Linked DNA regions of Mus musculus: all the other regions are linked to region 1. The links are chromatin contacts, called in public Hi-C and promoter capture Hi-C maps. All regions are on one chromosome and are shown on one strand. The core of a region is the stretch at or near the end of the contact, and the rest is flanking DNA. Distances in the headings are between cores, read along the strand shown.

Region 1 (4,368 bases), core at 1,025-3,524:
GAGTGCTGCAGCTCACCAACTGCTCTTGCCCTTGACAAGCTTGGCCAGGGAAGCCCAGGGATTCTCCAGTCTCTGCGTCCTTAACTCTGGCATCACGAACTCATGGCACACACCCAGTGTCTGTGGTTCAAACTCAGGTCCTCCTGCTTGCCAAGCAGGTACTCTACACACTGAGCCACTACTCTGACCCCAGGGACTTTGAGGACTATTAACAGAGATAGTCTCAACAAAATAACCCTCCTTAACAAAAAGCAGTATCCTCAAATCCCTCCCTTCCTCCAAATCCTCTTCCTCACTTCCGGATCCATCCCCAAAATGGTCTAACGCACTCAAGGGAAGAGGAGGGCAAAATGCAACAGGCAGTTTGGAGGTAATAGTGAAGCTCCTTAACAACCATTCAGAAGAAAGCAAAGCAAGCGTGCTATACATTCCTGGCTCCGGGCAGATTAAAGCCACATGACAAGATGGCTCGCATTCTGTCAGGCTGTGAGCTTGCACTGACTCACGGACTAAACTGCAGCTCCTCCTGCCATGCGCATCTGCTTCTCTTTGACTAGGATGGCATTCCTGGTAGCTGGGAGAAGGCGAATTTTCCCTCCAGTTTTGGAGATCCCCTGAGATTACCAACAATTATGCAGTAAATCTTGAAGATCTATCTCCCCTCAAACACAGTGTGCTATGGCATATGAGGTTACAAGATGCATAATTAGAGCTCATTCAACTGACAGATTAATGAGGGCGTAGCAAAGGCCAGATAGTAGTAAATTAGGCAGCAACCTCGGGCATTACACGGGCTCCAAACTGTGCATCCTTTGCCGTGTGTTGGCTGTTCTTCGCAGTGTCTGAAATGTCTCTGTTTTATGAAGTGTTTGTTTGAGGAAGCTCAGCGTGGATGCTTTTGTGCTGGCATGCACGAAACTGTCCAACTTCAGAGCCACCTGCATGACACACAGACTCTATCCTCACAGTGATAGGCAAGTTAGAAATATCTTTTATAGCTAGACTTAAAGAGGGGCTGGAGAGATAACTCAGTGGTTAAGAGTACTTGCTGTCTAATCGTGGGGACCAGGGTTCAGATCCCAGCACCCACATAACAAGCCAATCACCTTCAAACATCTATAAGTCCTGCTTCGTGGGAGCTGGTGCCCTCTTCTAGCCTCTACACAAGTAGACATGAGCGCACTTGCACACCTGCACGCACGAATGTGTGTGCATACAAACACTAAACAATTAATTAACAAGCACCTGAATTTTAAAAACTCTTACTGGTATAAACTCTTTTCTCTATAAGTATTTTTTATGAAATGAGGTCTCACTCTATATAACCCAGGCTGACCTAGAACTCACTACACTGTTATCCAACATAGCCTCTATACCCACAGTAATCCATCTGCTTCAGCCCCTCCAACAGTGGAATTACAGGCATGTGTTACTGTGCCCAGCTCCTTGCTGGAAATCAGGTGTTCCCATGGAGAAAACACTTGAAGGATTAACATAGTCTCTCATACGGGAGAGGACAGTTCACCAAAACATATATAACAACATCAAGCAAATCCACTCGGGCTGTGGGGGCTAGACTGATTGATAGATGCAGGTGACGTCACAGGCCTTGATTGACTGATAGATGCAGGTGACGTCACAGGCCTTGATTGGCATAGCCTCAGCTTCTGTACACAACATTTCCCGGAACTCACTAGCCAGAGAGCAGATTTCCAGTATCCCTTTCCTACCTTCCCTTTACAAGTACAATTCTCAGAGTTCTTCTCTTTAATTTCCCCTCTCTTCTGGTTTCTACACCTCTCTTTAAAAATTACACACACACACACACACACACACATATGGTTAAATAAATATATTTAAATGTGTTTATACATGTGTATCTGTGTGTGGGTATATGCATGAATGCAGGTACCCATGATATCCAGAAGAGGATGTCAGACTCCAGGATACAAGAGATGCAGGCAGCTGTGGGCAACCTGACACGTTTCCTGGGAACTCCAGGTCTCTATAGGAGCAGTATGTGCTCTTGATCCCTGAGCCATTTTTCGAGACCCGGCTTCCTGCAACTTTGAGAGTATCTTTCAATCCCAGGTCTTTCTTCGGGCACCAGCTTTCTCCTTGCCTTTGTCTCTAGCCATCCTCCAAATCTCTCAATGAGCTGTTTGCGGACACCCTAAAAGAATACCTGTGCAACTTTAAGATGACATCTCAGTTTCTTCACAGTGAATTTCGATGTCACAGAGGACCTGCCGCCTGGCATTCTGTTTGCGAAGATTCCATTGTTCAATTATGGGAAATGTCTGCTGAATAACCTAGACAGCATAGCAGTGATGCTGTCAATCCCATTAGCCAAGCCAGGCTCCCTCTCCTCAGAGATACTGGAGCTTCATCTTTCTACTCAGATAAGTGAGATGCTGTGTTCCCAGGGGGGACTTGTTTCAGAATTGTTATTCCTCACAGGCAGATGGGATGAGTAGGCTGCTGGCTGATTTTTAGCCACACATATGCACATACATGCATTCATTGGGGGGGTCTCTGTGTCAAGGAAAAGACAGGACACTCTGCTCCTTTCCCTAGAGCTCATAGCTTTCTTCCCCCTGAAACTCACCCTTGGAAGAATTGCCTCTCGAAAGATCCCACAGATGAGACTTGGGAGATATGCAGATCCCACAGCGATGCCCTACAGTGAGCTGGAGATAAACTGAAGGGTGCCTTTAAGGGCCCCAAGGGAAGGACTTTGAGAAGGGAAGAAGGGATGGGAGGTGCAGAGGTGTGTTCCAAGGCTGTTGGGCTCAGAAGGGTCTGCCAGAAAGCTAAAGATCTAAGTCAAGACCTATGGTATCTCCTGCAGGAATCTCCAGGCACCTTGGGAGGATGGACAGTCTGGGCTCATTTGATGAAGAGTCTGCTGCAAGCTCATGGGGACTTGACTTCTGATCCCCAGAAGTCATGTAAAAGCCATGCATGGTGACACGCATCAGGAGCCTCTGATCTAGGAATGCAGAGCTAGGCAGGTCCCTAGGGCTCATTGGCCACCCAGCCACACAAAATAAGTCCCCATTTCAATGAGAGGCACCATCTCAAGAATAAAAATGAGGGGCAGAGCAGTTGAGAATGGCTCCCAAAGTCAACCTCTAGCCTATAACACTAACACACACACACACACACACACACACACACACACACACACACACACCCCACAGAGAGAGGGGTGGTATGTGTACCTCATGACACAAGACAGGATTTATTCTGGAGCAAACAGAGAACAAAGAAGTACCTGCTGTGCCCCACAGGATTTGGGGTCCTTCCTTGGGGTTATATCACAGGGACCATCTTGAAGGCGCACTGCCATCAAATGATGGACAGGCTCCTTCCTAAAGACTTCTATCCAACAGCTTTGTGTCACAGCAAAGCCAAGGTTTATGCAGAAAGCAACTAGTAGCTTGGTTAGAAAAGCCTCGCCTATGCTCTTTTCAGACACTTAGGCCATCTAAATTCCAGGACCCAAGTACAATAAAAATAGCAGAGGTGGGAGCCGTGCCTATGGGAAGAGATCATATCCTAAACTCATCATTAAATTGCCGGGCAGAGTGGGTGATGAAAAGCACCAGAAAATACGATGCTTTGGTGAATTGGGGTCTCATTACTGTTTAATTGCGTCTCCTGTGAAACATTTAGATCTATGGGCAGCCATGGTGGGTGAGAACTCTCCTCTAGCGGCCCCTAAATGACTTCACCTTCACTTTCATTTTGGTAGTGGAGGGAAGCCAGGACATTTGCTAAAATATTTGAATGACGGGGGGTGTGTTTTAAAGCCTGTAAGTGTGAGGCCAGTCACCACAGAGAAAAGAACTTTCTAGAAAGTTAGCACATGTGTTGCTAAGCACTAGGGTAGCCACACAGGAGGTCCAGCCACATTGCTTGCTCCCTTGTGCCCTCTGTTTCAGACTTTCCCAGAGCAGTAATCTGCTTCCTTGCTGGTTCCCCAAGGCTGAAATGCAGGAGCTCCCTTAAATGGAGCGCTAAGTGTTCCGTAGTCTGTACCCAAGCCCCTTCCAATTACGACACTGTTGTGATTTTGTGTCTTAAACCCTACTTCATGTCTGGGTAGAGAGCAACCCTATGTAGGTCAGAGGCTAGGAGACTTGGGATTCAGGCTCAGCTGTGGGCTGAGACTAAGCAGGGCCCGGAATGACTGGGACTCTCAGCTCCAGGCTTCCTTGCTTTATGGTCAAGTCTCCCCACACCCCCCACCCAGCTTCCCGCCTCCTCTGTTTCCCCATCTGCAGAGTAAGACACCTGCCTTGTAGGGTGCACACCCTCCCTCAAGGCAGACATTTGTAGTTCAAATTAGAGTTCTTGTGACTG
Region 2 (4,368 bases), core at 1,235-3,734, 890 kb before region 1:
TATGATTTTTATAGGTTCTTCTTCCCCGAGAATGAATCACAGGACTGATGTTTGAGATGGAGAAGATGCAATGAGGTTGGAACATCTTCTGTATACAGGGGTAGCAATGTTCTTCAAACTGAGGCAACTTCTGAACGGATAAGTTTTATACATGGCCTATTCATGAGTTCTTTGTAAGTCGCAACTTTAGTTAACTGGAAAATTTGCTTATATGTTGAATTAGAGACAGTTTATCTTGATCTGAAAGCCTATTCTAGCTACTTGGTCCATCATACACTTCGTACACACAATACCCTGAAGAACTCTTAAGAAGGATATGGGGTCAAGCTCATGAACATCGCTTAGAGTACACAAAGATTTTCAGTGACCGCTGCCTGATCCACGATCCATGAATACCTTTCCAAAGACAGGAGAGGGGGCGGGGAGGGGGATGTGTTACATCTTTCCATTAGGTTCTGGAAAAGTTGCTAACCAATAATGTCCCTAAGATGTTTTCTTATCTTGCATATATATGGAGTCTTAAAAAGTTTCCAGTGGTATACACACACACACACACACACACACACACACACACCTTAAAAAGTGTCTTATCAACACATGAAACTGAGCAAAGTATGAAGAGGCAAGAGCTCTAAGTACAAATGCTGCTTCTCAGAACACATGTTTTCTTCCTTCCTTTTCCTTTGGTTACCTTGTGGCTGGGGCATTCGTGCTGAATCAGTGTGAACTCCCCTTTACCAACTAACTTTGATCCCTTGGCCTTCTGTCCCTATTCTTCACCCGTTTCTCCCCAACACATTTCACAGGACCGTTTCTGGACAAGCCACTGAGCTTTCAGGGAGCCATCAAACCACTAATGCAGCTCATCACTCGGCTGACTCGTTTTAGATGTCTTTAGAAGCTGGTGAATTTTATTTAGGAAAATCAATGATTAAGGAAAATAAAATTGTGTTAGCTTTGATTAGAAAGAAGACAAATAGATGGGCCAAAGGCAAGAAAGGAAGAGTCTAAAGGGCAAAGCAATAGGTAGTGTGCTGGCTATGCTAGGCATAAAAATAAATAAAGCTCCGCTAGAGACGGTTGGATAACATTTTCAAATAACTAATGCACCAGAGACATTTTCCTTTTTCTTTCTTTCTTTTTTTAATGGACAAAAAAATGTAAGGGTAATCTCAAATAGCTTCACAGAGACCACAGGTTGTACTCAAAACCTCCCTGCCCCCTTCCTGAAAAACAACAACAACCACAACAACACCCCCACCCTTTGCTCATGCCATAGTGCCGTAATCCACTTTAGGTGGTCTGTTTATTTACTTATTTATTTATTTGTTGTTGTTGTTTGTTTCTTTGAACTCACTTAGGCAGATGGATCTGTCTTGTTTTGTTTTGTTCCTATAATGTTCTTGGAACACACAGAAATAGCTTCTCTGCAACAGGCAGCAGCTGTAAATAAATGTCTTTCTCTGCATGTGCCACCCCCCACCCGCCACCCCACTGAGCCTGGAAGAAGGCCACACTGGGGTTTTTTGCAATTGTATATCCAGGACCCACTACTGCATCAACTGGAATAATGCTGCCCCTACCTTGCATTTACCACATATAAAAATTACTTCTCAGAATTCCCCTTAACGGGTATAGGCTCAGAGAAGTGATGTGGCTGACTGGCATTAAGCAAATGTTCCAGAGGGATGGTTAACAATTGGAGTCCCTCAAGGTAGGACTCACTGTCCCCCTTCCCCCAACTCAAATCTTAAAGACTCCCGAGGCAGCATAAGACTATAAACCACAAAAAACGATCCCAGGGAGGATGAAAAAGAAAAAAACAAACCAAAACCAAACCAAAAAACTGTGAACAAATGGATTATGGTTCTATAAAGGTCATCCTTACGAAAGGGGAAATGTTTCCTAGAGAGGTATAGGGCTCATGAAGAGCCCAAGAGTACTCACTCAGGCATAAGACAACATCCCTGGGGATGGGAAGACAAGGACCCTGGACACCTCCAATCCACGCTCCTCCCGAAGCTGGCCTACTGGGCACCTGACCACATCCTTGCGAGGGTCCAACCTCTGAAGATGCACTCCAGCCAGGAGTGAGGCTGCCCGCCCATCCCTCCCCCAGCACGATGCCGCAGCCACTCGCTGGGGAGGCCGAGGCGGGGGCGGCCGGTACCTAGCTCGGCCACGGTTGCGGCGCAGCCGGACAGTAGGAACTTGCTCGTCCGGGGCCATCTCTGCGTGAGCGGCAGCAGCTTCTCCTCCTCGGCGATAGGCATTCAGCAGCAAGTCAGGACCACTGGGCACCGCTGGTCGCCTGGGAACCTGCCACCCTGCCGGCGCCGCCCCTTTTCAGCCCGAGAGAGGTCAGGTCAGGACCATGTGCCTTTATTACGCTCTGCAAAGGCGCCGCCCGCCTGGTAGCTGGACCGGTCCGGCGGCCTCAGGTGCTGAAAAACAAAGCCGCACCCAAGAGGCTTCTGGGAAATGTAGTTCTTGGGGGCTCAGCGACTTCTCTGATTGGCTGGTAGCTAGGCGCCCGCTGCAAACAGCTAGTTTACTCGAGCTCCGCCGCCTCAGGATGTGTTCCCGCCTCCTCCGTCCCAGCCCAGCCCAGCCCAGTTCAAATCAAAGCTTTTTTTTTTTTTTTTTTTTTTTTTTTTTTTCTCATAATTTGAAAGCCGTGGGAAGGTGGAAGATAGCCACAATGCAAAAATCACACAAAAACTGGGGCGGGGCAAAGGAACCACAGTTACGCAAGAGAATTTGTTTAAAAAGTTTCTCGGCTCAGAGTTTGCAAAACTGGGCGCATTTTCCTCAGTCGGCGGGGGACTAGGAGATTCCCCTGGAGAAGGACGTTTTCAAACGTCTGTTGATTCTGGAAGATGGGCATTATGGAGTTATTCTCACCAATAGCAATCGCCGTTCTGGGAAGCTGTGTTCTTTTCTTATTCTCTCGGTTGAAGAATTTGCTTGGACCCCCGTGCATCCAAGGCTGGATTCCCTGGATTGGAGCTGGACTTGAGTTTGGGAAAGCCCCTCTTGAATTTATAGAAAAAGCAAGAATCAAGGTATGTAGCAGTGACAGGGAGTTTGGAGGGAGGTAGTATTTCCTTTTCTAATTTTTCTTTTATTAAACTCAGTGTTGGAACATTGGGCATACACATACTTCCGGCAATTCGTCTACTCTGTTTCTCTACATACCTTGTTGGAAATAGTCAGGTCTTTTGACTGTTAGTAATTCCCTGCAGTTAATTCTAAGTGGGTGTTTATTAACATTGCAGATGTAAGCTTGTAGTTTGGGGGCGGCGACAGAAGAGTTTCCATGATTTCAGTTTGTGAAAACGAGTAATAAATTTGTATCACAAGTAGAGGTAACTCTACGATTTTATAAAACTTGATTTGCTAAATTGATCTTTACAGATTAAAAGCTCCCCAATATTCTTTCTTTCTCTCCCCATCCCTACCACCAGATACTATTTTATTGGTGAGTTCCTCCCTCCCTTATTCCCTGCCCTGAGGAAATAAGTAATGGATTCCACTGTAAGGGTTTTTTTTTTTTTTTTTTTTCCCATAAAGCAGCTACTGAATGTTGAACAGTTTAGAGAAGGCACTTTTACTGGCTGGCCTTTTAATTTCTATTCATATTTTGGCGGCCAAGATCTTACTGTGGTTTTGGTTGGGAAGCCAGCATGGTGGATGAAGTGCTTTCTGCAGCAACCACAAAAACCTGAGTCCATACCTCAACCCCTCCAGGTTCAGTGAGAGAGGCTTTGTCTCAAAAACTGAGGTGGAGGGCCAGCAAGAGGGCTCGGTGGGTAAAGGTGTCTGCTGCCAAGCCTGGCATCTTGAGACTGAACCTTAGAACCCACATGGTGGAAGGAGAGAATCAGCTCTCTCAGATTGTTCTCAGACCCCCACATGGGCGCTGTGATACACACATGCCCATATTCCATGTAAACACAATATATGAATAATATTTTCTTATCATTTAGTATTTCTTCTAGCCCTCCCCCACTTCTGTGTGTGTACACTCATGTGTTGGTGTTCTAATCCATGCATGAAGGACTACATGGAGTTCAAAGGTTTGCACCAGGGTGTCTTCCTAGTTTGTTTTTCCACTACATTTTGTTGGGACAGGTCCTCAAACTGCATCTGGAGCTCATCCAGTCAGCTAAGACTGGCTGTTTAACAAGCCTCTGGGAACTGCCTGTCTCTGTCTCCCTGGCTTCTGGAGAATTAGGGATGCGAGCTTTTATGTCTGGGTTTTGCCTGGGGTCTGGGGATTTGAACTCTGATCCTCATGTTGGCACAGCAAGCACTTTGTCCACTGAGCCATATTCTAGTCTTTGATGGCTGTATTTCATCAAATAA
Region 3 (4,368 bases), core at 495-2,994, 840 kb after region 1:
TTAAGCCCCTAAAAATGGAGTTATATACAGACAGTTGTGAGCTGCCATGTAGGTGCTGGAACTTGAACCTGGGTCCTCTATAAGAGCAGCTGGTGCTTGTAACTACTGAGTCCCAGTTTTAAGAATCTTAAGAACATTTTTTTTTAAGTGCCAAGTTACAAATATTAAACATAAGTGGTGGCTCAAAAAAAAAAAAATGACCCACAGTATAAACTCCAGAGGATATTTTTAAGTATGCTTAGGAAACACCAGCCATGACAACTCTGCGTGTTTTCTTGCCTGATGGGCTTGAGATGGAGCCACAATTTGGATTCACTATTCCAAAGTTCATGGCAGCAAAGGTCAAACACTGGCAGCCATGGTGCACTGTGCTTGCCCAGAAAGCCCACCTTCCTGAGCCTCAAGTAGAGGATTAGCAGTTAGCTACACCATCTAACTACAGTTCCTCCTCACAGTGAACTCTGAATGATGTTTATAATTTAGCAATCAACTGAGATGATGAAAGAATCACCACACAGTTGAAATAAAGTATTTATATATTTCAAACCAGTAAACTGTTGTCTTCAGGAGCTCTGAGAAATCTAGCTGTGATTTATGGATGGATACACACTAAATGGAAGCTTTGTTTATTTGGATCTCTGAATTGCTTCTCTTCTTCCTGAAGACTTAATAAACGTTCTTTTGGAATAAGAGTTTACTAATTGAAAGATTTGATTAAATATTCCTTAAAATTAACTAGCTGGGTTAACAATAAGCCAAGTTACCCAAGAGTCAAAAAGAGAAAAAAAAGTACTTTAGACTGTTTTATGAATATTCTTCCAACATCAGCAATCCCTCAACAAAAACAGTTCAACAGAAGACTTCAGTCCTGGTATGAAGTGAACAAAGAGAACCACATGTTTTTAATGACTGCTCACAACAACCCAAGTACCTCTCCAACAGAACAGAACAGAACAGCGGAGGCTCGCTGTGCTATTCCCTTCAGAATTCTCAGGGCTGATCCAACAGAGAAGAGTCACTGGACTTCACAGCAGCACTCACGCTGTGACATTTGTTTGCTGTCATGAAAGTTAGAGCCTCAGCAGAGTAAGTGAGATTCAAGTTAGAGCCTCAGCAGAGTAAGTGAGATTCAGGGGGATTATCCTCTTCATTTTAAACAACATTAAGATGTCCTTGATCTGCAGCAGAGAGAGTTTACCCACCTCAAACTGAGATTTTTCAAACAAAGTGAGAGATTGAAGTATTTATATATAAATGTTACAAGAAAGCATTCCAAACAGCCTACCAATCAATTACAAAGTTGGCCTTAGATCTATAACTGTCATTTGTAAGAAAAGAAGCCTGCACGACACAAAGTATAACCTACAATTTAACCACTCGTGTTCTGTCTCCGAGAGCTTTCATTATGAATTAAAACAGAGCAACAGTGCCACCTGCTGGAAGTCATAAAACTACAACACTCATGGCCCTGGCACTGCAAGAATTACATTACAAAGACTAATTTCCTAACTCTACAAGCACAAAGGTATGACAATAAGTGGTCATAAAGATTCATATTAGAAGACACTGTTTTTTCCTGTTCATTTCTCTAGTTCCACACAGCCCCAACTACCACAATTAATTCTAATATCTAGATTTAACCCTAAACAAAAATACTCTCAAATTTACTTTCTATAAAGAAAAACTAACAATCACATGAAAGAGGAAGCTTAGGTCATTTTCTGCATCCAGTGTCCTGAAGAATCCCTTTTCCCTTCTCTATTCCATCTTGGCCTCAGACACATCCCTAAAGACCACGAGTAAGAGTCTAGAAAGCATGCTGTGTGTGGTGGCTCACATCTTTATTCACACTGGAGAGGCAGAGGTAGGCAGATGTCTGAGCTTGAGACCAACCTGATCTACACAGTAAGTTCCAGTGATAGGCATAGTGACACAGTAAGACCCTGTCAAAAACAACAACAACAACCAGAACCCACAAGGCAGCCTGGCAGTCTGTGTTATTTACATGCCACTGCAAAATGTCTACAGAGATTCTGGAATTCAGAACATGAACATTCTATTAAGAAACCACTGCTGTTAATAGGCTTCAATGCATCACAGACATAGGAAATCACAGAGCCACTGTCTGCATAGCAACTCCACTCTAACTCAACTGCAGGATACACAAAAATGTACTGAGTTTCTGTAAATGTCGGTGCTCTGTGAGCTATAGATCAAAACTCCCACTGCTGTGATCTCACTGACCCATCTTGACTTTAGTAACTCCTTCTCCCTCCCTCACGTAAATAAAGGTTCTGATTGAGGGAAGAGTACCCAGCAAAGTGTTCAAGAACTACAAAGCAATCAGCTGTCCAGCCCTAGTACTTAAGTCACCAGACGTATTAACTGGCTCACAATTTCAACTGAATTGGAATTTTAAAAGGATACCAAGGGCAATGAAGATAGCAGGTAAAAGTGAATGCAGCGCAAGCCTAGCAGCAGGAATTCAAGGCAAACCCCACTTAGAAGGAAATGAAAGAACTGCCTCCACAAAGCTTTCCTCGAGCACTTACATACACATCATACACACAATAATAATCGATTTTTAAACATATAAGCAAATGGATACCAACCTCAAGTCTCTTTTCAAGTGATTCAATTCTGTCCTTTTTGCTAGCAAGATTAGCACGAGTGTAGCGGCTCTGAGCAGGAAGATAGAGGACTTGACTGTAGCATTCCTCCCACACCTGGTTGTAAGCTTCACTGGAGAGTTCGCCATGGCTCATTCCTTGTTTGACCACTTCCATCTCTTGTACCAGAGCATCCTGGGCCTGTTTACAGTAATAATTTAAGTTGAAGCATACACTTTCTACCACCATAAAGCTCAAGACTAGCTTATTTCCTCCTTCCTTAAACCAATGGTAAGGTTTGGTTGGTTGTTCTCTAGAAGGGGATGGACAATACCTGAGCTAAATAGCCTCTAAGTAGGGGCTAGGGAGATGACTCCATGGGTAAGAGTAGCTACTTTGCAAACTTGAAGACCTGAGTTTGAATCCCCAGAACCCATTTAAAAGGGGGGGGGGGGGCAGGGAGAAAACCACAGACATGACCATGTGCCTATAGTTCAGCCAGCCAACTCAGCAACAGCAAGCTTTTGGTTCGGTGAAAAAAAAAACAATACAGACTATATCCTATGTCTCAAGGACACAGAGCTGAGGGTGATAAATATAACCTATGTCCTCTAGCATGCACATGGGCATATACACATACAACACACACATACACATACAACACATACATACACATACAACACACACATACAACACACACATACACATACAACACACACATACAAGGATACACAGAGAAAGAAAGATCTAAGGGCTCCAAGATAAACTGATTTTAAAAAGTCAAGTATTCGTGGTTTCCCAAGAGCACCAACACCGCTATTATTCATTATACAGCAACATCTCTCAAGTACATACCAGTCACTAAAGGTCAGAAACTGGACAACTCTCATTACCTCCAAAAACTTTAACCATGGCAGATATAAAGCATGAGAGTCCAAAGCCAGCCTAGTCTACAGAGCAAATTCCAGAACCAGGGTGACATAGTAAGACTTTCTCTTTTTTTGTTTGTTTGATTGGTTGGTTTTTTTGAGAGAGGGTTTCTCTGTATAGCCCTGGCTGTCCTGGAACTCACTTTGTAGACCAGGCTGGCCTCGAACTCAGAAATCCACCTGCCTCTGCCTCCTGAGTGCTGGGATTAAAGGCGTGTGCCACCACGCCCTGCTGTAAGACTTTCTCTTAAAAAAGAAAAAAAACATATAACCACTTTACAAACTAGCCAATATTGACTTCATTTTAAAGCTAGTGAAACTACTGAAATTAAACAACTTGTCCAGAACCATACCAGTAGTAATCAACTGAGGCAGGCTCCTAAGCCAGAGGCACCACTGCTGGCTTAGGGGTGCTCCACCCCACCGTCTCCTCATGTCACAAGGTGAAAGGGTGAAAGGCTCTCTACTAAAGAAACACTTTTAGATGGCAGAATGAGAGAGAAGGAACTGAGCAGGCTAGGGTTCAATCACTGCTTCCCTGTTTAAGTGGCTGCCTGCAATACTTAACTCCTCTGAGCCCAATTCTCAACTGTAAAATGGGCTCTGGGTTACAAGACAGCTCAGCAGGTAAAGGCACTGACCACGAAACATGACACCCTGAGTTCAAAAACCTTAATCCAACAAAGTGGAAATGACTCATACCAAGTTGTCCTCTTACCTCTACACATTAACAACAGCACATCCCACTCAAACATACATACAATGTTTTTTAAAAATGCAGTTTTAAAAAACTGAGTAAAAAATGTTTAACAAGACCTTTCTTTCAGGGG
Region 4 (4,368 bases), core at 1,289-3,788, 780 kb after region 1:
CAAAGACCCATGCCAACATCCCCAGTAACCATGCCAACATCCCCAATACTGATTTCACCCCAAGATCAGAGGTCATCAACACGTTACTCCCATGCTACCAGCATGTCTGCTCATCAGAACACCATTCTCTCCCCAGTTGCACTGAGGATACATTGATGAGCATCTGCAGAAGCAAATGCTGCACAGATCAGCATTCACTGCAGGAAAGATGACTCACTGGATTCCAGCAGGCTGGGTTCTGCCCAACCCCTGATACTCGCTAGCTGTGGCTCTCGAACAGTGTCATGCTCTATAAGAACCCTGTCTGTTAAACAGATGCAAAGTTGGATGTTGCAGATGTAAAGACACAGCTCCCAGAATGCATCTGTGTTTTGGAGATCCAGTGCATCCCCGGGGTCCACTGGGAAAGGTTCAGTCCTCAGCTTGGCACTACTCCAGTGGAATCTTCACAAGGTGGGGCCTAGTGAAGTCCTGTCGGTCACTGAAACGTGACCCTGAAGGAGACAGTAAGACCCTAGCTCCTTCTCCCCTTTATATTCTGAACAGGGAGAGTCAGCTTTGCTCTGCCACCTGCTCCTACCGTGTCATGTTGCTACAGGCCCAAAAACAAAGGGGCCAACTGGGCTGCAACATTGGAAATCATGAACTGAGAGATACCTTTTCTCTTTGTAAAGGATCGTGTTGGGTGTTGATTATAGTATCGGGAAGCTGGCTGGCATACTCCTCGAGGATGCACAACTGTCCTGGGCTCTGAAGGTTCAGTCAGCAGCCTCCAGCTATGGGCTCCTTCAGATCTGGTTGTGCTGAAGAAAGCTGTCCTTCCCTCAGTCCACACTCTTCCCAAGACAGACTGTGTCTAACTTGAAGACCAATAGAGATATACCAGTCCCACCAGTTTGGCTCATCTTGGTCAGTCGGATGGGCAGAGTTTGCTCAGCTTGCTCAGCAGGACTGAGTGAAGCTTTAAAGGACTCAGGACACAAATAGATCAGGGTCTTCTCTGAGCACCCTGCCTCCTCTGTTCCCAGTCACACAGGTGCTCCTCCTCCAACTTCTCCATGTGTTGACCTAGAAAACATTTTATGTCCCAAACTCCATCTCCGAACTCCAATGTGGCAGGCTGAGTAGAGTCTTCCCCAGAGGAGTAGGGGAGGCTCAAGAATTTCTGCATGCCTAGTCTCTCAAGAGGCCAGGCACGAGCCCCCCCACCAGGGCCTGAGATTAAAGACTCAGAAGTGGATTCAGATGGCCAGGAAATATGGAAACTCCACCCCGAACGTAGTAGCCAGGGATGAGTGGAAATCTACACCGGAGTTAATTTCTTCCAGCTCCTGCAGCCACCATGCCCTGCAGCCACTGTCTGCCCAGCGTGGTCACGGGGCCACTTGGCTATGAGGAGTTTTCCCTACACAAATAGCCCCTGGCTCTGTTATTCTTTGCGGTGTGAAGTGGAAAATTATCTAGATGAGGCTTCGTGTGACGCAGCGAGTGGCCAGAGACGGCTGGAGGAGGTTCTGAGCAGGAGCAAGAAGAGAAAACAGGTTGTCAGGGGAAACAGCAAGGCAGTAGTTATGGAAGACTGTGGAGTGAGACTCTGAGATTCCATCTCCCCAACCTGAATATGGGGGATGGCTTCCATCAAGGGTGTGATGGGGGTCCCAGTATCCAGGGGAGAAAAACACAGCTAACGTGTGATACCCTTCAGAGCCAGGCAGCTCCTATCCAGCCTCGGTTCTGACTACAGGACCTTAGGCAAGTTACGTAATGTCCCCAACCCTCAGCAGGCTAGTTTTGTCTTTGTTGCTGTTATTATTTTCATCATCAAGAGTCATAGTCACTGGGCAAAAGGATGGAAATGCCTTGAAACTGAAGCAAGCAGGGTGAGCAGCCCTCATCTGTTGGCAAGGACCAGCAGAGGCTGGCTGGGCAGTCACGGTAGATAGCAAGCAGAGCCAGAAAGGCATCCTGGGGCGGGCTGGGAGTGGAGAAACAAGCAGAGGCATGAGACACAGGGATGAGACCATAAAGGCCCCAATGGGTGTCACAGGCTTGTGGGGGCAGTTTCCAGTTACAGCCTATGTTCTCTAACCCTGGGAGGGAGAAGGGAACAGCCAAGATGATTGGAACCTGCCAAGGAGACAGAGCCTCAGAGGACATCAAAGCAAGCTTCCCATGACAGTCAGAGCCCAGGGAAGAAGAAGAAAAACCTGAGAGCTGCAGAGATCTATGCTACTGCCCAGAATTTTCTAGGACAAGGTTCTTCCACTCTGGGCTCCTTCAAGATGTGAGGAGCAAATCAAGCCGTGTCCCCTTCACCTGGGTGCTTATGCCTGCACCCTATGTTTCCTCGGCTTCTCCAGAGGACGCACCCCCTCAGAGCCCCATCCTGAGTTCCTCTGCACCTACAATGCACTTCCACTTGCTATCATCCTCAGGACCAAAAGCATTCCACGTGGCAGCCAGCCCTGGGCTGCCCTGGCACAGATGGGGAGGCTGGGAAGGGCCCTTTGCCCTCCCTCTGAGTTCCCAGAGTAATGCACCTGTATTTGCTTTGTGCTGCCCTTCCAAAGGAAAAAACACTAGTAATGGCCAAGCCATAACCGTCACCTTAACTGCTGGGACCTGCACCACCAAGCCCTTCAGCAGTTCCAACCTCCACCCCCAGATCCAGGAGACCATGGAGGTGGGGGGAACTTTGAAATTACAGGGCTATTGGCAAAGCACGGGTACCCCCAAAAGCAGGTTGTGAGTAGCCATATTGGGTAGATCCCCCAAGAAAGGCTTAGGGTCTGCTCAGGGCTTCACTGGGATGGGTGCTCAGCCCACATTACAGGACCTCAGGACCCTTTAATAGACCAAGAAAGCACCTATCACTCTCTCTGTAGAAACATCCCCACCCCCAGGACAGCCCCGTCTGAGCTGGCAATGGCCTGCAAGCCCAATGTTTAACAACCTGTAACCATGGGTCATAAATGCTTTGATACAAGTAAAGCATGGGTGACTCATCAGAGAGACTCACCGTCCTGGGAGGTAAAACACCTTGAGCAGTAGACACTGTCATGTGTTACCCATATGCTCTTCAAGAGATTACCTACTGCACAGTGGGATGGCTAGAAACGGGGGCAGTGGACAGCCACTCCGCTGTCAGCTCCTAGCCAGGGCCTTACTACAGACAGCTGTCTCTATTGTGGTTACATCCTTTCCCAGACAGTCTAATTCCAATGCAATATTTGAGTACCAGGAAGGGCTACCCCAAAGTGGGAAACTCAGGGAGTAACAGCAGCCTGGGACCCTATTGGTTTTCAATTATGCACAGACCCTCTTGTAATAATGCACTAGGCAGCCCCGATCCTTTACCTTTGTGTAATATGGATGTGCATCCTTCTCTAAACAACCTCAGATCCCTCACTCAGGCCTATCCTACCTCAGGCTACAATACATCCCCTCTCTGGACAGCAACGTAAGTTTTCCTGCCCCGAAGAATGACCAAATGTAGAGTTTTTTTTTTTTAATCCTTGTTTAACACATGTGGGACCCTGTGTTTAATCCCTATTATAAAAATCGAACAGGGAAAGGGAGAAAAAGAAAGGTCCTGTGTCTAGAGGGGCCCTTCTTGTTCCCAGAGAGAAAGAATAATGCTGTTGAGACAGAGACGCTAAGACGGGCTCTCCAATTAGATCAGAGCCTTTGGCTCCACCCACGCTTCAGCACAGTTGTACATTCATTTCTGCAGATTTGTCTCTTTGTTCCCGAAGGATCCTGTGCTGTGTGACCCTAGGCTAATAATGCAGTCTATTTGTTGATCTGCTTCTTGCTACCAGGGTCTCGGGAACTTCACAGTGGACTAAGATATTGGTGTCCTCCTTATAAAAAGTTGGGAGAAGAGTGTCTGTCATTCTAGTATCTCAGGGTTGCTACTGATTGGCAGATTTCAGGAGTAGGACTGATATTGGCAGATACTGTGTGGCAGTGGGTACCAAACAGTAGCATTTAGGAAAGAATATACTTTCAATGGAGAGAGAATGTTAGATGCTAACAGTCCTGGGGCTTTGTAGGTCTCTTGCATGCCACACGGGCTTTCTCAGTTTTTGTATTGCACAGGTTTTCTAACAGAAGCTCGGACTCCCGAGATGGGAGGGGGCACAGCAGCCTTTCTCTTTGTCAGAAAATTGCTATGCTAATTTTGTGGTTCCCACGTCAAGTCTTCTGAACCTCGCTCTGCATTTCAGTCTGCAGCCTCAGGACAGCCGGATGCCCGTCCTCACTTTGATCTATGTAGACTTTGACATGCTATAAGCATGTATGTCCTCTTCTCTTTCCATCTTCCTAAAGGCCCACCTCCCAGCCACAGGGCGAGAAACAGAGTCA
Region 5 (4,368 bases), core at 734-3,233, 730 kb after region 1:
GCTGAGGCAGGAGAAGCCTCAAGTTCAAGGCCAGCCCCAGCTATGTAGAAAGGCCCTCTCAGAGCAAACTAAAACAAACAACAGAAAAAGAGGAACTCCCGCACATTAGACCAGGCCACCAGGTGCAAGCCATAACTGTCCCCAATTAAGCAGGACATATGTTTCCCCAATCTATGTTCCTCCTGGTTTCCCCCTCTGGACCTAGCCCAGAGTGCTGTCCATAAGACACGTTGGAAAGAAAAGAAAAGAAAAAAACCAGAATATTTTCGTGCTTGCTGGAAATAGTTCCCTTTTATCCACTGGGTCATTCAGAAACCTCCATTGTTTGAGAGTAGCCTACTTTTTAAGAGTCAAAGAAAGCCAGGGCTTCCTTGGTCTCCCTTTTAGACCTGGGTCACTGGTTTCCTTTATCAATCAGGAGCATGAGAAAATGGTGAGTCTTCCATCTTGGAGTGTATCTAACACATTGCCAGGCCTCGTTTCCAGTGCTGGGATTGAGGAAAATGGTGGCAGGAAGTCCTTGTGCTATAGAACACAGTACAGGTACAAGGGAAAAAATTAAAAAAAAAAAAAAAAAAAAAGGTCAGGCGGCTACGTGGGAGGTTGTTTCCCTAATCACTATTCACTCTTTAAATCCACACTCAGCTGCCAAGTCAGTGGAAGTGGGCCTTACTGATTCCCAGTTTCTCCAAGAACCTGTTGCTTCATCCCCTGAGCCATCTCCATAAGACACGTTGGAAAGAAAAGAAAAAGCCATCTCCAAGAGTCAGAGCTGTAGATATTTCCCTCCAGTGTCTCCACATAAAAGGTATCTAGTGCTACATGTCCCGTCCCGTATACCTAGCCCCCACCACAGTAAAAGCCTGCCTGGCTTCCATGCCCTCCTGAAGCTCATTTTCTAACAGGAAACAGAAAATAATCATGAGGTAAAAATATATTGTATGCTAAGTGAATGCACATTAAATGAAAATAGAGCAGGAAAGCCAGACATTATAAGTGGCGGCTGGTGACAGTGTGAAAGATGGCGGTCAGGGTGGCTCTCATTGAGATGTGATTTGAACAAGGGAACAATTTATTATGAACTTTTCCATGACCTTGTCAAAGCAGGTTTCTCCAGATTTCAGAGGAGCAATGGGGAGATGCCGGAGGACCAGGCAGCTCCCCACAGTCTCAGACAAGCACAGATCAGCACAGGGGCACCACCTGCCCACCAGGTCCCGCCTCACTGAAACAAGAAGAGACTGTGGAAGCTTGTTCTATGCCTTACACATCAATAATGAGCTGTGTAAAGCAGGTTGTCCCTGTCTGGCCAGCTGTTTCTTTTGACAGGAACCTCCTTGATCTTAACACATTTCCTCCATGGATATTTCTATCCCAAGCCAAAGGATAGCTGGTCATGTTGGAGCTCTTAAAATTACATCCTGTGTAAGTGGGCACTTTCTCTGCTGACCCACAAAGCAGAGGACAGAGGCCAAACCCATCACCAGCTGAAAAGTGGTACCCATGGGGCCGTGAATCGTGTTCTCTGGTTTTGTTTGTGACTTGAACACAGCCCAACAGCTTGAAGACAGACCTACTGTCAGCCCTGGGGCTGGAGTCTGTGGGACAGTTCCCACCAGCCAGCCCATCAGAAATGACAGACAGTAGCCCAATACAAAGGGACTGTCAGTGACGCAAAGGGTGTCTTTTGGGGGTCAAAGCACATGCCTGCTTAGAGGCACCATGTTCCTTGGAAAGCCTAAAAGGAAGGGAGACAAAGAAAACTCAACGTGAAGAGCTCGGTATCTGCTGGACGCTGACAAGCAAGGACAGATTCTCCTGTCCCCTGCATCTTGCCATCCTCACAGCTGTTTTCATTTTTGCCAGATGTGCTGGAATGCAAACGCTGATTAGAACCTGAGCCTGAGTTTGAGGCTTCAAACAGGACTTGCCCTCTCTAATTAGGGGACTGCAGCTCAGCAGCTGCTCAGCAAGTACCATGTGGTCACCACTTGCCTGGCTGCAAATACATCCAAGGACTCCACCTCCCTGCCTCGAGTAGACACTGCCAAGACTAGGCATTGCCTCCTACACCAGCGTCCCAAAGTCCTGCCTCCCAGGACCGTTGACCATCACCCTGCACCCTGGCACTAGAACACCTCAGCTCATCTGGGAGCTGATTCCCCTAAATTCAAGGACCTTCCTGAACCTTGTTGCATCTCTCCAACCTTTCCAGGAAGAAAGGCTATGTGCATGTGCGTGTGTACGCATGCGCGTGTGTTTGTGCGTGCATGTGTGTGCGTGTGTGTGTGTGTGTATGTAGGTATATACATATGCATATGGATGTCCTACACATATATGTATGTGTGTATGTATATATGTATACACGTATATCATATATGCATATATATGTGTGTGTGTGTGTGTGTGTGTGTGTATGTATGTATGTATATCATGTATGTTCACCATCACACTTAATTTCCACAGAGAAAAAGGTCGTTCTCTTCCCTTGGCACAGGGCTAAGATACAGAGGTCAGAGTTATGACCAAAATGTTCCACAGTAGTGACAGAGGTTCTCTTGGGCCTTGAGCAAGTGAAGCAATACGTGCAGGAAGAAACCCATGAGAGAAACCAGAAGGCCCCAGAGAATTACAGAAACCTTCACAGTGTCTTGGAATCTGCAGACTAGCTGGGCTTTCCTGCCCAGCCAAGGTCCTGTGTACTGCATCCAGGTAGCCATCTTGGGCTACATTAAGTAAAGAGCTACAGTGATCTGCATGGGGTCACCAAGTATTGGAACTAGTCACCCCAACCGCCATGGGGCTGGCCTCAGGCTGTTTCCTCTGAGTTGGGTAGCTAAGGTCCCTCATGAAGATGGAGGCATTTTGGGACCTTGTTCCTCCTCGACAGGCCTGTAAGATGTTCCCACTCCTGATTCTCCCACAGTGTCCCATCTTGGCCTGGGTTCTAATCCCCTTTTCAGTACATTTCATCCCTAACCTTGAATTTTCTAAGGTCTTTTTTCCATATTATAATAGTAATCATATTTTGATTTAAAAACAACAACAACAACATCAGGACACTGGCAACCTCTAGAGATGCAAGGGGAACTTGGAACAGCATCTCAGATGGTGGTGCAAACAAGGAACGTGTGTGCTTTGGCATTTCTCAATGCATGCCATTTATCTCAGTAAAATGTGATTTTGAAGCTGAGGACATTGCCCTCCACTGAGTTGGCTAAAGACTGCAGTGAGTGGAGATCCTGCAGGAAGAGAAATCTGCCTTCCGCTGTGCCCCCCCACGCCCACCACCGCTGTGCCCTCCTGTGGCTGGTGCACCTGCTCCCACGGCTCGGGACCAGGCTCCTATCTGGAGGTCCCACTTTCTTCTCCTCCCTGGCCACTCCTCGAAGTTTCTCTTCCCCTGCCTGCCCTCAGATCTCCCCACAGCCCACAGCCCTTCATACGGGCCTCTTCTATTCTATCTTTGACCAAAGTTGCTGACTTTCGGTTCTTGGTATTCAGATGTAGTTCTCTCTCTCTCTCTCTCTCTCTCTCCCTCTCTCTCTCTCTCTGCCTCCAAAACCCCTTTCTGGGTGTTGGTGACAGTCCATCTTAAGGCCACATGAGGTTGATATGACTGAACCTTGGCTCAGAAGGAGATGGGGGCGTTGGAGGGACCAGGACTTGAACCGATGGAGTGGCAGGGGAACAGTCAAGGTCACAGAATTGTGCGATGGGGGAGTGTTTGAAATAAGTGAAATTCCAATAAAAAGCCAGTGTGTGTGTGTGTGTGTGTGTGTGTGTGTGTGTGTGTGTGTGTACTGTTATCTGATTGTAAATTCCACATTGAAAAATCCAGACAACTCCAGAAAAGGGAGAAATGAGGGTCCCATCGTCCTGCCCCACCTGACACCCACAGCTGCTTGTTGTTCTGAGGCTGTAGACTGGGATATAAATAGATTAGCAGATGGCACACGGTGGGGGGGGGGGGGCACAGAAGTGGTCCGCAGGATGTAAGTAAGCGGTTTTTCAAGTCATGGATTTAAAAGCCAGGGTTATTCAACCTTTAGGGATGCTGAGACAGGAGGATGAGGAGTTCAGGGTTATCCTCAGCTACTTAGTAAGTTCAAGGCTATCCTGTGGTACATGAGACCCTGGCTCAAAACAGGAAAATTATTTGTATTGCTTTAAATATCTTTAGGACATGTTAATTGTACAAAGTGAGTGTTTTCGATGTGGCATGTCCACTCACGCACTATAGTCTGCTTTTACCCCCTGACCCCTCGCCACTGGCTTTTCCTTCCTCTCTCCTCGGCCCTAGTCAGTTCGTCTTTGATATTAAGAGTTTGAAATCTAACAGAAATTTTGTACCTATTATAGCCAATG
Region 6 (4,368 bases), core at 1,190-3,689, 680 kb after region 1:
CAAATTAACAAACATGGCCTTCTTGCAAAGTTCCCAGCAGCCAACTTTGGTCCTAGAACAGACATGGCAAGGCAAGGAGTGTCTGGGCATGCAGCAAACTGAGGTACTGAGGGCAGTATTTGGGGTTTTTTTAGTTGTATTAGGGTGGTAGGTAGGTAGGTGTGTGGGGTGTCCTTCAGCTTCTTCCTGGCCAGAGGTGCTGAGAACTTAGCTGAGTTTATTCAGATGGGCAGTCTCGTCCTAGTGGGAGGAGAACACCAGGGGAAATACTCATGTAAACTGCTTTTTCCTAGTATATGTGTGGTGTGCATGCATGTTTACATGTGTATGTTGTGAATACACGTATGTGATGCATGTGTGTGTGCATATATACCCAGACTCCAGGCCCTACCACTCCCTACCTTTTATGCTGAGTCAGAGTCTCTCACTGAACCCAGGGCTCCTCAGTTCTGACAGTCTGGCTGGTCTGGCTATCCACCTCACCCCAAGACTTCTGTCCCCACCTCCCACGAACCCGGTTGGCAGGCAGCCGCCATGAGCAATTTGCTTTTGCAGGGGAATCTGTACTCCTGCTCACATCTCAGTGACACTTTACCCACTGAATCATCTTCTCAGCTCCGGGTCACTTGCTTATAAACAGGAGATGTCCCTTCTCTGGGGACAGAAAGAAGAGGCAGAAAGTAACAGATCAGAAAAGTCTGACAAAGCAGAGAACATGAGGCTGTCAGAGCGCAGCTCTCCCTCCTCCCTCCTCCCTCCTCCCTCCTCCCTCCTCCCTCCTCCCTCCTCCCTCCTCCCTCCTCCCTCCTCCCTCCTCCCTCCTCCCTCCTCCCTCCTCCCTCCCAGAGGCATTTTACAGACCTAAAGACAACCGTGACTCATTCATTAATTTGGAGAGAAAACGGGTTGAAGACAGCGGAGCAGCAGCGGACTCAAGCATTCCTCTAATGCCTTCCATTCCCCAAACACACATTTTACACCAGATTCTTTCAGCTTCCCAGAATGTCTTAATTTTATGCTTTCATGAGTGATTAGCGGAAAGAATGCTGAACCCTGCCGTGAAGGAGCAGGCAGCAAAATGGCTTAAGGATGGAGGCATTGAGGCACAGACAGGCAACCGCCACTCCAGGTCCCCAAGCCCCATGAGCCTGACCCCTCATCTGATGAGCCTCTGAAGGCCCCAGCATCAGGAGGCTTGTCCCTGCTCTGCCTCTCTACCCTGGCTCCTCTTCCTCTGCATCCTCTTTCTGCCCTTATTCCTTCCCTTGTAATACTCCCTCTCCCTTGTACTTTCTTCTCTTTCTCTGGTACTTGAATTAGATGGTAGAAGCAGGCAGGAAGAGGTGGGAACGTCTTGGTAGAGTTCAGAAGGAGAGTCAAAAAAATTCATTTGTGTATATTAATCATGAAAAATAACGGCTTCTCATTACAATGGTCTCGTTCCTGTATATAATGTGCTCTGATCAGCACGGGTGTTGCTTTTAGGTTTTTATTTCTGTTTTTTGTTGGGAAACAGGGTCTGATGTTAGCCCTAGCTGGCCTTGAACTTGCTGTAACTTTGAAACCCTGATTCTCCTGCCTCCACCTCCTAAGTGCTGGTATTACACATGTTCCACCACGCTTGGCTTAGACAATATTAGGGATCAAATCTAGGGCCCTGTGCACGTTAGGCCAACGCTGTACAGGCTGCACTATGTCCCTAGCCCAAGTAGGGAATTTTGAGAGGAAGCAGCGGGGCCTGTTCTCTGGAACTCTCTCTGGATGCTCCAGGCCCTGCTGAGATATCCTGATTTAAGATGGAGTTTACAGGGAATGTTGCTAAGGCATCACTAACAGGTCCCACTAAAAGGACCCACTTCCATCAGGCCTCAGAAGAACCTTGAAGTTGGCAGAACTCCTTTCTCTGGACACGCAAGCAGCCTTCCACCACCTGCATGTGGGTAACTCTCAGCCATGTCTGATAAACCAACAAGCGAACTGTGGAGAGAAGACAGTTGTCATGGAGCAGCAGCAAGAGACAGTGGGATGGAAATAACCAGCAGGCAAGCATGAATCAGCTAACTGTGAGTAAGTAGAACTCACGGGGGTGAGTAAGGTGGCTCAATGGTTAGAGCACCCATACCGGGTGCCTCCCAACTGCCTGCCATTCCCTCCCTACACACACGTGTGCCATACAGACATAAACAGAACAAAAACAAATCCTTTAAAAAAAAAACTAAACAGAACCCTAGCAATTTGCAAAATGGGAGAGGATGTCTGCCCACGCCTATGCACACATGCATACAGGAACACACGCACACGAGTGTACCACCACACCATCGCCACGGCAAGCAAGCTTCCTGCTTTCATTGAGTGTGTGTGTACATTCTTTCTCCTCTAGGTGTGAAGGGCTAGGGAAAAATGAACTCCAGTCACCTTCATTTTCAGAAAAGTTCCAAGTCTCTGAGAACAGCCTTCAGATCCATAAGTTGCGTTCTCTATTACTCCCCCAAGGGACCTTATGAATAGTGTGGGACACATAGTTTTGTCTCAGCTCCTGCTTTGCAGTAGATGGAAGGCAAGGTCTGCTAATCCGGGGAGCTCTTCTTCATCCGATGCCTGATGGCAGAGAATCCTACTCTGAAACAAGCTTCCGTTCCTTTGTAATTGGCCCTCCCTGCCCTCTCCCTGCCCAGCCTGGCCCATTGCCTTTAGGGATGGTTTGAGGTCGGTATCACATCAGGGAGACTCTCTGAGAGGGAAGGGAAGGAGAGTCACTGGGCAGCCCCCCCAGGAATGGCAGTCCACCTGAGGGCCACACTGAGCCAACCAGAGTCCCTCAGTATCTCAGGGTGGGTACAGCACCCCCTTCCCCCAGGACAATCTAAGATACAGATTTTTCCATCTTGTACTAAAATGCTCGTGTGTGTGTGTGTGTGTGTGTGTGTGTGGTTTTAGAACAAACATGCAGTCTGAACCTGGAGAGCCTTTTGTCCAGAACTCAAGAGTGTCCACACTTAGGGGGAGGGTTTCTGAGCTGACGCGCTCTCTCGCTAAGCACACCCCTTTTCTCTGGCTCCAGACACATGTTCCCAAAGTCAAGGGTTTACACATAGACATATCTGTTTGCAGACAATTTGTCTGAGCCCTTATTATCCTGTAATTGGGTTAAATACTGCTGTGTAGGCAGCGGCATACCAAGGCCATTGCCGAATCCCTGCGAGGGCCAGCCCCCTCCCTCCTTCCTCCTGCAGGCCTGTTGGAAGAAAAAGGTAGAAACATAAATTAAGACAGGGTGAATATATTCCTTTCTTGGAATGAGCTATTTAAAGAACAAGCCAGATGTGCAAATAGACATTTTCCTCTTGCTCACTACATTTTTAAAAGAGTGTATACTTATGTGTATGAGAGAGAGCTCACTCTTCCTTTCTTTAACAAAAATTTTATAGCCTTATTAATTATAATAATTACAATTAATTATAGTCTGGTGCGTTGTTCTTTTTTTTTTTTTGTTATTTTTCAATAATAAAGTTTAAAATGAGCCTTTAAAAGGTTTAGAATTTTTTATTGTTTCTTAAAAATTATGCGCACGCATTTGTGTCTGTGAATGGTTATGTGCACAGGAGTACAGGTGTTGAAGGAGGCCAAAAGAGGGTGTTGGGACATCTGGAATCGGAACATCTGGAGCTGGAATTACAGCTTCCTGACATGGATATGGAGAACTGAACTTGGGTCCTGGACAAGAGCAGGACACACGCTTAACCACTGAGCAGTCCCTCCAGGCCCCACTCTTCCTGAGGAAACCATCACATTTGTCCATACTGGCTAGGGTGTCTGCTGTCACCAAGTCATGTTAACGAAGATCCCCATTGCCTGTGGTGGCAGGGTGGCAGTCTGAGCCACCCACGCTGTCCTATCTCAAAGCCTTTAACCATGGATCCTCGGGTTAAGTGCAGGTTAATCAGAGACGAGACACTACACACACACACACACACACACACACACACACACACCCCACAATTGTCTCGGAAATAGTGAGACCCCTTTTTGGAGCCCTTGTCTCCAGTGGCTAGAATGTGAACCTTATGATTTCCACTCAGAATCGGGACACTGGCTTCACTATCCCAGGTTCTCCCCCAAAGAATACATTATTTGATCTTTCTGTTGCTTTTTGTGGCGCTGAGAATAGAGCCCAGGTCCTTGTATGCTTTAGGCAAGGACACTGTTACTGAGCCATACCTCAGCCATTTTAACTGCTTTATAGAAATCTTCCTAAAACATACGAGGCTTTCCTGCCCTAGAAAAGAAAAGAAGCACTGGGCAGAAAAACCAGAGTAACCCGCAAGGTACCCTGGGAACGTGGAAGAATCGCCGCACCAGAGCCGCAGG
Region 7 (4,368 bases), core at 1,078-3,577, 600 kb after region 1:
TCTTTTTAGCTACTACTTACTTTCAACATCCAAAGCCACTCTTGTAATAAACTCTAGGATGATGTCACATTCACAAAAGAGCTAATTCCTGCTGAGCCCACGGAGGAAGAGCAGGATGAAGGCCCAGCATCTCTGCTTTTCCTCTGTGCTATCTCCTTGACTTTGGCACAACCTTCTGCTTGATTCTGCATGGTTATCTCGAAGGAGTGTCTGTCCACCTGACCTACCTCATTTCCCTTCAAGACTGAAGACACAAAAAATAAGTCACTGCTTATTAAACACTTGTAAGTCCAGAAGCATCAAGTCTTGCAGGAAAGACCACCTTGCCTCGGATGAGGGCAATTATATATGGTGAGTGACTACACCCTGGAACAGATCATCTTGCAGGAACCACATTGGTTCCCTTGGAAGGACAATGTCAGTAATGAGTAAAGTAATAATTTATGGGGCTATGGCCCCATAATTTATAGTATATATAATTTACAGTACTATGGCTGAGGCCATAAAAGATGAGACCACAGCTTGACAAGAACCAATTAATACCTCTTGTCCTGGTCCCATTATTCCTCTACTTAAAACTCACATCAGCACCCAAAGATGACTTAGAGATTATTGGATTCCCTTTCTTTATTCTTCCTCCAAATGAGTTGATTATTATATGTGTTAACAGTGTGTTTCATTGTTAGTGTGGCGTTGGGACAGATGGTTAAGCCTAGTTTGTTAGACCTGCTAGCACTGAAGCTTTGGTTACATCTATTTGAAGGCACTTGTCAGGCAAGATATCAAAAACACAATCTGTATAATTGTTGAGTGTTTTGTAATAATTTATCCCTAAGCACTTAACAGTTTTGGAGGTTCAGTCTTAGCTGAGAGGTTGGCCCAAGGCCCACTGCAGAGTCATTAGGAAGTCAACTTGGGCTAATGTCATAAGAAGGCTTGACCAGGGGAGAGGATGGCTCGCTCCCCTCAGGCTGAGATGAACATCGTCAGACATGGTGATGTCCTTGGAGCATGTGATAAAGGGGACCTAACGTTATATTCTATCGAGGATTATTCTGGTTGCTATGTAAATAACAGGCTGCAGGAGAGACCAAGGAGACTGAAACTTGTAGGCACCAGATGATGGGAGGCTTAGACCAGAGAGAGAGCAGCAAAAGTCCAGAGAAATGCTGGGATTGTGACTATGCAATCGATATTTTGAAGACAACACCTGGTAAGATACGCTGATGAAGACAGTATTTATTTTCTCTCAGAAAAACCAAGAAAAGAAATCTAATCTGTATTTTATGAAACCAAAGATGCATGTATGGTCTATGGTGTGTATGGTGCATGGTACACGGATGTGTCTGTGTCCGTGTGCACGCGTGTAGAGACCAAAACTTGATGTCCTGTATCTTCCTCAGCCTTTCCCCTACCCCCTTATTTTTCGACCCAGGATTTTTCCACTGAGGTTAGGAATCTGGCAAGACCAGCTTGCCAACAGATTTTAGAATTTCTGGTACATGGCCCCATGCCTGGCTCTCTTCCCCGAGTGTTGGAACTACACACTCAGGTATCCACACTTGCAAGGCCTGCACTTGATTGCCTGAACCATATCACAGTCCCTTGATCCAAGTACTGTATTAACATGTTTTGTGGCATGTTGGGGAATTGAACCCAGGGAACTAGACCATGGAAGATAAGTGCTATACCACTGAGTTACAGTGCAGCCAGAAAACTTGGTTTTGACCTGAACAAATTGGAGAGAAAAATCACCATTGACCAAGATGGCCACCATCTGCAATGACTTAGGAACATATTATCAGTATTTTACGAGGGGGGAAAGTGAGATTTTTTTTTTTTTTTTTTTTTTTGGAATGCTTAAATAATTTGCTGGAGGTCTCCAGGATAGTAAGTGATGTGGCCTGACGGGTTTCTGACTACTGTGCTCTGTTTTCTGTTGAGCCAAGAATAGTACTAGATGGGATGCCTTGTCAACACCCTTTCCTCGAAGCTACTGGCAGATAGCTGGGTCGCTTCCAGATGGTTGGCTCAGTGGTAGGGGCAGGGCCTCTGAGGGTATACTCATCCCTACTCTACCAGATGGGCCCCCGGGTGCTCACTGCCTAGGCCACTGACACCCCCCTCCCCCGTAGGCCTCCAGCGAGGGTCTAGAGTCACGTGACACCGAGCAGTCCACGGAGAAGGTGGAAGTCAGGGAAACCTGTGCCCCACATGCCACCAGACTGGCCTGCTCTCCAGCTGGCAACTGTTAGCACCGCCACATGGGCCAGCAAACCGGCTACCGGCTTTGTTGTCTGCGATGCCAACAGCAGGAGTCTGAAGCATGAAGTCCGGGCCCCTGGGACAGCCATTGCTGTAGCTACCCACATCTGGACTGCCTAGGGCGACAGAGTTCAGCACTCCCCGGGTCTGGATTCCTTTAGAAGCCGGCTTGCTTCTAAAAGTTTTCTGCTTTTTCTCTGACTCCATCCCCACCCCCACCCCTTAAGCTACATTCCAGGTCCTGAGGAGAAAAATTTGAGTGACGCCCCAGGAGGGAGAGATTCTCTTCGGAAGCTGATATCTCTGTACTCCCTCTCTTTACAGTGCAGAGGGATGACACCATTTCCTTCTTTTTTCTTCTATTTTCTTCTCCTCTGCTGGAGGAAAGGATCTCGTGAGTGTCCCTACACCCCTGAAGCAGTGATTTGTTTTGCCTCACATTAGAGGAAAGCAATGTAAAGGTGAACCCAAGGAATACTGCAGCCATATTTACAGAGACTTTGGCTCACCGGAACCTGATGGTGAGGAGTGTTGGGGTTTCCTGTTAATCTCAGAAGGGCTCTTGGGTGTCAGTACTGGTTTCACTACTAATACAAAACTCGAAAGAGATTCAAAGGGAGATTCTAACCAACAACAAACAGGGCTGAGGCCCACATACTTAGAGACACTGAGACACAAAATTTCTGCAGGGCAAAGTCAAGCCTTACACAGAGTGGGGGGAGGCGGGCCAGCCAGGATGTTTTGACAAAACAAAGCTAGCATCCGTGATGATCTGATGAGACTCAGGTCCCATGATGGTCGGGAGAAGGAAGGAATTGCTACCAGCTTGAAACTCTTTGCCAGTGCGTGAGTACGTGCGTGCGTGCGTGCGTGCGTGCGTGCGTGCGTGCATGTTTGAATTGGGGTGTGCATTGCTATTCTGCACATGTGGAAGACGGGTGTCCTCCCCTCCCACCTTGTCTGAGACAGAGTGTCTCGCTTTTGCTGCAGTGCACACCAGGCTAGCGGGCCTTCGCGCTTCCTGGGAGTCTCTTGTCTCCGCCTCCTGTCTGCATAGGAGCCCTGAAGCTGCAGATGCAGTCTACCACACTCAGCTTTGCATGGGCTCTGGAGATTCAAACCCAGGTCCCCAAACTCACACGACAAGCCCCTTACCCACTGAGGCATCTCCTCAGCTCCCATCAGCTTTATATTTGAGAAGGCGTCTCACAATGGTGTGGAATCTCTAATTCTCGGCTAGCCATGCTGCCCAGTAGGTTCAGGCATCTGCCAGGCTTTGTCTTCCTAATGATGGGATTACTAGCTCATGCTACCATGTTTTATGGGCTCTTGGAGTTGAACTCAGGTTCTTGCACTTACAAGACAAGTGCTTTACTCATTAGATCATCTGCCCGGCCTCTCAAGCAAGAATTTCACAAACAGTAGTTTAATATAATGTATGTGTCCATGTGCCTGGGGCATTGTCTTAAATATATACTGCTCCTTTGGAAACACAAAGAGGAAATTAGTTGACAAGTCATCAAAAGTATGTTATAAGAGAATATATTGTAATGTAGGGTCATGGGTGTCTTAGGTTGGCAAATGAGAAAACAAGATATAATAAAGAGAGGTATTTCAGAAAATAAAAACTGCATTTAAAATCAACAACAGTATGACAAAAACAAACAAACAAACAAACAAACAAAAACAAGGTAAAACTCAATATTTAGATAACCCAGGTAAGTCACTGATGCCTCAGGCCTTCCCACCTGTGAAATGGGTGTGAAAGGCTTTTCTTCACAATTGACCAGCAAACACTTTTGCCTCCTGGCCCATCTCCTCAGCCTCTCCATCTTTTAACGTGAGCATTTGGGAGGTGGAGGGGTAACTTGTCAGCCGACGCATGCTTCTTTCCTTTAACTTTTAACCTTAGGGCACTTTTGCATTTGCTGTTTCAAATGTTTGTTTAGATTGAGTTTGTTGACCCCTTGAGTGTTTTTATTGTGCTTATTTTCATTAAGATATTGCTGGGGGGCGGGAAATGCAAACAACCATAGAGAAAAAAATAACCCAAACAAGTTTGCAGAATATGTATGTATAGAAATGTCCCCTAAACATAAAGAA

Evidence for each region. Promoter capture Hi-C pulls out the DNA fragments that hold promoters and counts their contacts. A called contact is a pair of places that touch in the nucleus more often than the background predicts.
Region 2: a contact with region 1 is called in a promoter capture Hi-C map of hippocampal neurons, with 4 times the contacts expected there. The contact joins the promoter of Slc25a27 here to the promoter of Runx2os3 in region 1. A contact is called at or near these places in 1 of 39 promoter capture datasets (hippocampal neurons) and 1 of 115 datasets of contacts at active chromatin or transcription factors (pancreatic cancer cells).
Region 3: a contact with region 1 is called in a promoter capture Hi-C map of cranial neural crest. The contact joins the enhancer-like site here to the promoter of Runx2os3 in region 1. A contact is called at or near these places in 10 of 39 promoter capture datasets (the 3T3-L1 cell line, 3T3-L1-derived adipocytes, the HPC-7 cell line and 6 more).
Region 4: a contact with region 1 is called in a promoter capture Hi-C map of cranial neural crest. The contact joins the enhancer-like site here to the promoter of Runx2os3 in region 1. A contact is called at or near these places in 8 of 39 promoter capture datasets (the C10 cell line, cranial neural crest, frontonasal cranial neural crest and 5 more), 1 of 484 Hi-C or Micro-C datasets (bone marrow-derived macrophages) and 2 of 115 datasets of contacts at active chromatin or transcription factors (memory CD8 T cells and pancreatic cancer cells).
Region 5: a contact with region 1 is called in a promoter capture Hi-C map of cranial neural crest. The contact joins the enhancer-like site here to the promoter of Runx2os3 in region 1. A contact is called at or near these places in 5 of 39 promoter capture datasets (the 3T3-L1 cell line, cranial neural crest, hippocampal neurons and 1 more) and 1 of 115 datasets of contacts at active chromatin or transcription factors (T-cell acute lymphoblastic leukemia).
Region 6: a contact with region 1 is called in a promoter capture Hi-C map of second pharyngeal arch cranial neural crest, with 7 times the contacts expected there. The contact joins the enhancer-like site here to the promoter of Runx2os3 in region 1. A contact is called at or near these places in 8 of 39 promoter capture datasets (the C10 cell line, cranial neural crest, embryonic stem cells and 5 more), 2 of 15 datasets of contacts at CTCF or cohesin (large pre-B cells and pro-B cells), 2 of 484 Hi-C or Micro-C datasets (the N1E-115 cell line and bone marrow-derived macrophages) and 1 of 115 datasets of contacts at active chromatin or transcription factors (memory CD8 T cells).
Region 7: a contact with region 1 is called in a Hi-C map of bone marrow-derived macrophages, with 11 read pairs. The contact joins the enhancer-like site here to the promoter of Runx2os3 in region 1. A contact is called at or near these places in 3 of 39 promoter capture datasets (cranial neural crest, hippocampal neurons and pre-B cells), 1 of 484 Hi-C or Micro-C datasets (bone marrow-derived macrophages) and 1 of 9 other capture datasets (embryonic stem cells).

Annotation. Positions count from the first base shown.
Region 1 is chr17:44,559,701-44,564,068 of GRCm38.p6, forward strand. Runx2os3 (a long non-coding RNA gene) reads left to right here and starts at 2,275. Exons shown (of 2, transcript XR_876810.3): 1 at 2,275-2,406; 2 at 2,852-3,011. It also overlaps a transcript of Runx2 not described here.
Region 2 is chr17:43,664,730-43,669,097 of GRCm38.p6, forward strand. It overlaps Slc25a27 (solute carrier family 25, member 27), which reads right to left and starts at 2,485. Exons shown (of 9, transcript NM_001357122.1): 1 at 2,171-2,485. The coding sequence starts at 2,273. It overlaps Cyp39a1 (cytochrome P450, family 39, subfamily a, polypeptide 1), which reads left to right and starts at 2,643. Exons shown (of 12, transcript NM_018887.4): 1 at 2,643-3,065. The coding sequence starts at 2,880.
Region 3 is chr17:45,401,982-45,406,349 of GRCm38.p6, forward strand. Cdc5l (cell division cycle 5-like (S. pombe)) reads right to left here. Exons shown (of 16, transcript NM_152810.2): 14 at 2,613-2,810. Among named protein-coding and RNA genes, the nearest start is that of Cdc5l, 30 kb to the right of the region's middle. Within about 2 kb of position 1,745, at least 19 of the 459 cell types and tissues checked have an H3K27ac peak or open chromatin away from gene starts, as enhancers often do. A contact at or near this core is called in 3T3-L1-derived adipocytes, where this site is marked.
Region 4 is chr17:45,338,068-45,342,435 of GRCm38.p6, forward strand. No RefSeq gene overlaps it. Among named protein-coding and RNA genes, the nearest start is that of Gm35204, 42 kb to the left of the region's middle. Within about 2 kb of position 2,539, at least 29 of the 459 cell types and tissues checked have an H3K27ac peak or open chromatin away from gene starts, as enhancers often do.
Region 5 is chr17:45,291,153-45,295,520 of GRCm38.p6, forward strand. No RefSeq gene overlaps it. Among named protein-coding and RNA genes, the nearest start is that of Gm35204, 4.7 kb to the right of the region's middle. Within about 2 kb of position 1,984, at least 19 of the 459 cell types and tissues checked have an H3K27ac peak or open chromatin away from gene starts, as enhancers often do.
Region 6 is chr17:45,240,207-45,244,574 of GRCm38.p6, forward strand. No RefSeq gene overlaps it. Among named protein-coding and RNA genes, the nearest start is that of Gm41582, 21 kb to the right of the region's middle. Within about 2 kb of position 2,440, at least 22 of the 459 cell types and tissues checked have an H3K27ac peak or open chromatin away from gene starts, as enhancers often do. A contact at or near this core is called in the N1E-115 cell line and second pharyngeal arch cranial neural crest, where this site is marked.
Region 7 is chr17:45,156,239-45,160,606 of GRCm38.p6, forward strand. It overlaps Gm35097 (a long non-coding RNA gene), which reads left to right. Exons shown (of 3, transcript XR_385591.4): 2 at 2,590-2,786. Among named protein-coding and RNA genes, the nearest start is that of Gm35097, 11 kb to the left of the region's middle. Within about 2 kb of position 2,328, at least 21 of the 459 cell types and tissues checked have an H3K27ac peak or open chromatin away from gene starts, as enhancers often do.